2 separate regions of the Rattus norvegicus genome follow, and region 1 is linked to region 2. The links are chromatin contacts, called in public Hi-C maps. All regions are on one chromosome and are shown on one strand. Each heading gives the region's core, a stretch centred on a gene start, on an enhancer-like site or on the middle of the called end of the contact. The rest is flanking DNA. Distances are from core to core; before and after follow the strand shown. Region 1 overlaps Negr1 (neuronal growth regulator 1). Region 2 holds the start of Negr1 (neuronal growth regulator 1).

Region 1 (3,573 bases), core at 140-2,639, 80 kb after region 2:
TCCCTCTCTGACCAAGTAACTTTTTTTCCATGCAGCCATTTCAAACCTCTAGGCCCAATCTACCCACACATCCCCTCTTCTGTGCCAACTTGGTGTCCATATCAGACTGAGAAATGATAAAAGAAGCCCACATACCCAGATCTCATCCTAAAGATACGAAGAATGGAAAATTCAAGCCAGTGTCTCCTCTCCGAAGCTCTCTGTCTGGTAGGAATATTTTCCAGTGAGGATTACCTAGGTGAACACCAGGACACAGAATTTTACAAGACAGACACATGGTCAAAGAGTTCAAGGAGTTTAAAGAAAATGCAAAGAAAGAGCACACTGAAATCGGGATAGAGCTCAGGGCAGGGGTAGGGTGGGATGAATAGCTGAGTGACGCCCATAAGAATGCAAAATTAAGGCTGATGGACAAACCTTTTCATTATATGCATAGATGAGGGAGAGGATTCCCAGGTCAGAGGTATACACCAGATCTTCAAGGAGATCAGAGAAGAAAATGTCCCCAAACATAGGAAAGACACCCACATAGACACACAAGGCACACAGAACATGTAATAGACAACACCAGAAGAGAAAATTCCCACAGTGTGTCATAGTTACATAGTTACATAAACACTAGTATACAGGGTGAAGAAAGTGTGCTGAGAGCTGTAACAAAACACCAATTCTGTATCCGCAGTGTGGAAGTCAAGGTGCTGTACAAAGTAGGACTTTTGACCGAGTGGGAACCATCCCATCATGCAAGGTGGAGTCTCCACGCATTTGTGAAAAGCTCAGTCTGAGGAGACCTGTAGGTCAGGAGAAGGACCCGGGGAAACTCCACACTGCTCTTACCTGGCAGTGCCCCATCTTTTGTAACAGCAGTAATAGGTGCAATGTCTGAAGCTTAATTAGTATTTTAGTTTCCTAAGAGAAATATTATTCTCCTTACCGAATCGCTGCTAGGAAATGTCTCTTGGAGACGTATGTGTATGCCCTCCTAGACTGTAATTTACATTTTTTAAAATTTGCAATTAGCACTATCATTACCTTTTATTTGGGGGAGGTATACCGAATCAGTTCTCTTAAAATTTTAAGAAGGAAAAAGAATCCATATTTTGTAATGCTCTGTTTAAGCTTTATGATACCGAGATATGTCTCACTGTCTGCCAAAACCACTCTTTCACAGTGGATTAATTGTTCTTTGTTTCTGAGTACATTTTTGCCACCACTGGTGGGAGTCTCTTTCGTGACTTTTACAATCTTGGTTCAGAAAATTAAAGAAACTTGTATGCTGCCGCAGCCATTCAGGGCTAATACATCTTGTTGCGCGTGACTGAGGACAAGTGCCCTCCAGATTAAATTTTTCTGCTCAGCACCCAGCATTTTCATAAAATATAGTCCTCACACTGCTCCACAAATATCCCAAGCATGTGGTTTAATTTAAACCAACATGCTTGAGTCACCCATTTAAATAAAATATTTGTAGTGCTCCAAAACCATTTTATAAATGCACCTTCTCAAAATAAAACAAGCAAACTCTATAATTTCGAGTGTCATAAAGTCATATCTGCACTGACTGATAAGCAGAGCAATCTTCACGGAGGATTTCCCAAGAAACCACAGGGCTGGATAGTGGCTCCTGAAAATTGGCAGAGGAGGAGAGCCTCTGGCCTGTGTCACCAGTTACTGTGGGGGTTGCCTGGGGCCTCCTCATGCCCCATCTCCTATGACCAAGGCAGTCTGAGATGCGAGATATGAAAAAGGTGAAAAGGTCCTTTCTCCGGTGTTATTCTTTTTAAAGGTGGCCTTTGCCTCTTATTGTGAAAGAAAATTCTTTATAAAATGATCTTCTGAATGTGAGTCAGGGTGTAATCAGAAGAAAAGAGGATGCTAGAACCCCCTTTAGAGATGTTTCTTGTATAGTGTTTGTATGCAGGTATCATGGTTCTTTCTTACTGGAAGAGGCAGGGAGGGAGTTCCTGCTCCCTGTGATGACCAAAACCAACCACGGAGAACAGCTGCACTCCCAGCTCCTTTTTCTTCTTCCCCTCCTAGCCCTTCCCCTCTCTTTCTTATCTTTTCTTCTGGTTTTCATGTTCTGGTCTCAACAGAATAGTTGAAAGACAGAAATTTTATTTTAAGATCTCATTATTGAACTTTCAGCCACAGAGAAAAATTTTGTGAGCTAAAAAGGAACATATGGCCTTAGACAAGGCTCAGAGGGTGAAGACTCCAGGCTCGTAAGTCTGAAGCATTGTCCATACAGCCCATGTGGTAGAAGGAGAGACCCAGCCCCTGAGTGTTGTCCTCTGACCTCTACTCACCCTGTGGTATGTGTATGTGCACTTGGACACACACATACAAACAAACACATAATAAAGTGTAATAAAAACTTGTGAAGACTTAAAAACAGCTTACATAAAAGTTTAAAGCAAATGAACCTATATGTTGATGGTGTATGTGCTTGTTACTAAAACCGTCTGAAGTGGATGCAGGAATGCTGTCACCACAAGTTGTGAGAGACATATCGCGCGTCAGGTATGGGGAGCCTGCGTGTGTGTCGATGATTTGAGAAGACCACTGCAAACACTCTGTAGGCAGAATGGTTTACGGAGTCATCGCATCAAACCTCTACTCTTACTTTACAAGCCATTTCTCTTAAAATGACGAGAAAGCTATACCGTTAATCAATCCAGTTTTAAACACGGAAATATAAAAGCCAAGAAGCAGATTAATGTAATGAGATAGACAAGGTGTAGAATCATTTATTCAGACATGGTTATGTCTGAAAATGGAAGTCACATGTCTTATTTGCATGTAGGTTATTTGGTTGCTGTGCCTGTTTTCTTTATCAGTAAAATATTCTAGATAATTACTAGACTGAGTCAAAAGGAAATGTTTTCTTAATGCTAGAATATAGTGGAAGAAACCTGTGGGGATTAGCAAAGCTGGAAAGTGTGGAGGGAGTGAACATGTAGTACACATTTCAACTGTGGACCCTGAAGTCTCAGGTAGGGCTGTTACATCAGGTGACTGAATGTTGCTTCCTTTCTGTCCCTCCTCTCCCATGGGCCACAGCATTTGCTTATGAGCCTCTGTCACTTTTCTCTGCTGAATGGAAGATTCATCAAATGGAGGAATGCCAGTTAGGTGGCACAAAGCCTGCTTTTCTGTATGTGATCGCCTATAGAGTCACCAACCCAGCCAGTGATCAGTCACTGAGTAGTTGTTACTGGCCTTTGTCGGGGAGGTGTGTAGTCAGACCTGCAGAAAGAATGTGATCCTTCTATGGAGTAGTTCATTATCACCGGAAGGAGAGACCATCCCCGGTGATGAATTCAAGGTCGAAGAGATTCATATATTTAAAGAGAATTTACATTAATAGATTTTCATAGTGCAATGAAAGTACAGCTTCTCATCTGAAGAGAGACTCTTGGGGTTTACTAGAATTAAGCTGTTCTCTGGAAAGCAGTGGAAAATGAATGTAGCAATGTGTTGTGTCAGCAGAATATCATGTTTCCTTGTTAAAAAGTAGGCAAAGATGTTCATAACGTCTTTGAACAGTTTGAACCCAGGAAAACACAGGGA
Region 2 (3,597 bases), core at 163-2,662:
GCCAGGGCACTGCTTGCAGCTTGAGGGGTTGAGGTTACTGCTCAAAGGAGGCAGGTTCAACCCAGCTGGTAGTCGGTGAAAAAAAAAATAATACACAGGGACTCCTTAAAGCCGAGGAATGCCTTGGCTTCAACCTAATGCGCGAGTCTTCCGCCCAATAGGCTCAAATGGGTTAAACTGCCTCTTACATAACAGAACCGCCTAGCTCCACACAATTAAAACACTGATTGCAGCCTCCTCCAACTCTGCATCCCAGCAAGGCCCGCCCATCCCTCCCATTGCGCCTGCGTGTCGCGCGCTCCCGGGCCCCGCACGCGCCCTGTACACTGTCTCCCTCTCACAAGTGCACACTCTGTGCTGACACCACACGCTCACACACACTCATGCGCAAGTTAGAATCAAGACGCACAGAGAAGGGCAGGCGTTCTCCAGTTCGCACAGGCGGACTCACACACGCACTAGCTTTCGGTCCGCAGGCCTGAATAGTGTTCCCGCAGAGCGGCAGTGCTGCCACAATCCCCGCTCATCTCCAAAAGAGGGTGAAAAGACATAAGCACTGTAAAGAAAAATAAGGAAGGGAGGGGAGGATAGAGAGAGGGGAGAGAGAGAGAGAGAGAGAGAGAGAGAGAGAGAGAGAGAGAGAGAGAGAGAGAGAGAGAGAGAGAGAGAGAGAGAGAGAGAGGCTAGCTGGCAGTTTCTTAACAGCGCTACTAGCTAGTCAGGATTAAAAAAAAAAAAACCCATACAACAAGACAACAACAACAAAAAAGCCAACTCACTCACAGTCTTGGGCGTCATGATGGCGCCGACCCCAACTTGAGCACTTTAAAGTCGGGGGCCCGGGGAGCTGAAAGAACCGGAGGGCCGGCCTGGCCCCCATGCCCTGACTTCCCAGCCCCGCGGCTCGCAAAGCTCTCTAGCTCGTGCTGTCAAGCCGGACTAGACCTCGGCGTATCCTCAGTCGCCCTAGCTTCCCTGTCCCTCTCCTTCCCTCTTTTTGATGTATCTCTTTCGCTTCTCGGCCCCCCTCCCAGCTTGGTCCTCCATCCCCGGGCGGGGTTGCTACGGAAACGGCCGCTTGGCAACGCGCGCGAGCCCGGGGGCCGCCGGCCGCTGCTGCGCCCCGCGCTGCCTGCGCCGCCTCCCGCGCTCTGCTCGCCGCCTCGCAGGACGGTGTGCGGCCGCCAGGGATTAGCTACGCTCCGGACGCGGCCCGGCGCCCCGAAGGAGGTGGAGCGCGGTGCCAGGGGGCGGGAGGGGAGGGAGGGAAGGCAAGCTGCAGAGAAGCAGAAAGGAGGCGAGGCCGGGGAAAGAGGGAAACTACGCCCGACAACTAGGGAGGGGGCGAGAAAGAGAAGAAACCCACCCACCCACTCAGAAAAAGGAAAAGAGGAAAAAAAATCTCGTGTGGCGCGCCGCCTGGTTATCGGGCAGCCTCGCCAGCAGCAGGGGGTGGGAGCCGACGCTGCCGGAGAGCGAGCAGCCTGGCAGGCACGGACATGGTGCTCCTGGCGCAGGGCGCTTGTTGCTCGAACCAGTGGCTGGCGGCGGTGCTTCTGAGCCTGTGCTCTTGCCTCCCGGCTGGGCAGAGCGTGGACTTCCCCTGGGCGGCCGTGGACAACATGCTGGTGAGGAAAGGTGACACGGCGGTGCTCAGGTAGGGACCGCGCGCCCTCTCCACACTTGCCTCAGTCTGTCTTTCCGTCCCTTTCCCTCTCTGCACCTTGCTTTACTGCGAGCGTGAATCCTGCTGTTGCTCACGAGCAAAAACACCACACCTCAGGCTAGCCACGCATGACCCTTCCCGGGCTCCCGGACCCCGGGGCAGGGGACTGGTTGGATTAGGGAGAGAGGGAAAGCTTTCTAGGCTGCCCGGGGTTAGGGAGTATGGGGTTTGAAGGAGGGGCAGGTGCCACTTTGTAGCTGGGTCTCCGCTCTGCTGCCAGCAGTACTCCAGGAGTCTGACAAGTTTACAGGGCTTGTTTCTGCTTCACTCCGTAAGCGACTTTTCTCAACTGCTGGCTCTGTGCTCCATTTATTTTCCCTCTCACTTGAACAGTAAGATCCAAATATTCCATTCAGCTTTCTCCCCCTCTTGTAGCTATTCTCCTTCCTTGTTTTTCTCTTCCTCCTTCCCCTATCCAGTTTGTCCAACTCCCTCTTCAGTCACCCCATTGCCTCCTGTCTCCTGTTTACCCCTATTCTATTCCTTTTCCACTGTTTTGCCCTCACCTTAGGTCCTGTCATTCCTTATTCCCCGTTTCTCCAGATTTCCCTTTCCACTAATTTTTGTTCCTCACCATAGCCCCGGTCTTCCCCTCCCAGACCCTCATCTGTCTTTAGCTTTGCCTCCCATGCACTTTTCTGTCACACCCACACTGAAGGTCCAGTACCATTTTCAAATCCCATAAATCTCGATTTTATGAGCACACTCCCTCTCAGCTCTTCTGTCCTCTCACACACTGGCACTTCCCTCCTGTAAGGAACACTTCACACTCAGATTCTCCCTCAGTGTTTAAAGGGTGAACTCCACACTCACCACACACGTGAACGCCCCCGCCCCACACACTTCCCTTCCTCTTCTCTCTTTAGTTTTCCCTCTTGTTTTCCTCTATTTTCACTGAGCTGAGCGTGTGGACAGAGTGTTTGTCGTGAAAGGACCCACCCCCCAACCTGTTTTCCCAGAAAGCACACTGCTAAGTGTGCCCAGGGAAGATTTCCTTTCCAATTAGATATAAATTGATGACCAGTAATACTTAAGAGCTAAACAGGGTTCCCTGCCCTGCCTTACTCCTTCACTTCCCATAGAACCACCTACCCCTCCCAACCTGGTTTGCTTTGCCAATCTCCCTGAAAGATCTTCGCTCTCTCCACTGGGTGGTAGTTTGCTTATGAGTACAGATTACATGAAGCCAGTATAATACATGCATGTCTAAGGTGGGGAAGAATGCTTATTTATGATTGAAGCAGGCAACGTTTTAAATTTAATGATGTAGGTTTGAGGTATGACTTAAAGCTTTTTAATTGTTCTTGAGGCCAGTTACACAGATCAGTTCTAATACATGTTAATACCTTGTTTTAAGGACATATTATTTTTTGTTAATTGTCTTGAGAACACAAAAGTAATGGATTTTGCTACAGTATGGTAGAATAACTTTTCATTTTTGACAAAGGCGAGGTGTGCTTTGTCACGGAGCAGATGTGAATTAAACTCCCCTTTATTCACATTATTAGTTTCTTGGTAAGTTTGAACATCAGCTTTAGGTGCAAGCTCGAATTGAAGAAACAGAAATCTGTGTGCATTTGAAGTAGCAAATGGCTAGAGTATGACAAGCGGCACCATTTTCAGCCTGAAGGATTTGATCCCTCACTCACATCCTGGTGAAATACCTTGGCAATTCCTTTCCTAATGAGCAGTTTAATAAGTGTTATGGCCAATTGAAGTATCCGGAGCATGTTCCTACTGTGGTATGTTTCTTGCTTGCTTATAGACTTCAGACCTCATCCTTGTATGACACACTTGAGCTTTATAGCATTTTAGGGAACTCTTGACTCTTGAAACTTCTCAGTGATATTAAGCAATTGTCTACATCTTAA

The links. Hi-C and Micro-C count contacts between places; a contact is called where the count stands out from the background.
Region 1: a contact with region 2 is called in a Hi-C map of the A7r5 cell line, with 4 times the contacts expected there. The contact joins the enhancer-like site here to the promoter of Negr1 in region 2. A contact is called at or near these places in 6 of 12 Hi-C or Micro-C datasets (the A7r5 cell line, Schwann cells, frontal cortex and 3 more) and 1 of 1 datasets of contacts at active chromatin or transcription factors (oligodendrocytes).

Annotation. Positions count from the first base shown.
Region 1 is chr2:248,362,347-248,365,919 of GRCr8, forward strand. The region is part of intron 1 of Negr1 (neuronal growth regulator 1); the gene reads left to right. Among named protein-coding and RNA genes, the nearest start is that of Negr1, 81 kb to the left of the region's middle. Within about 2 kb of position 1,390, at least 1 of the 93 cell types and tissues checked has an H3K27ac peak or open chromatin away from gene starts, as enhancers often do. A contact at or near this core is called in the A7r5 cell line, where this site is marked.
Region 2 is chr2:248,282,064-248,285,660 of GRCr8, forward strand. Negr1 (neuronal growth regulator 1) reads left to right here and starts at 1,413. Exons shown (of 7, transcript NM_021682.2): 1 at 1,413-1,657. The coding sequence starts at 1,500.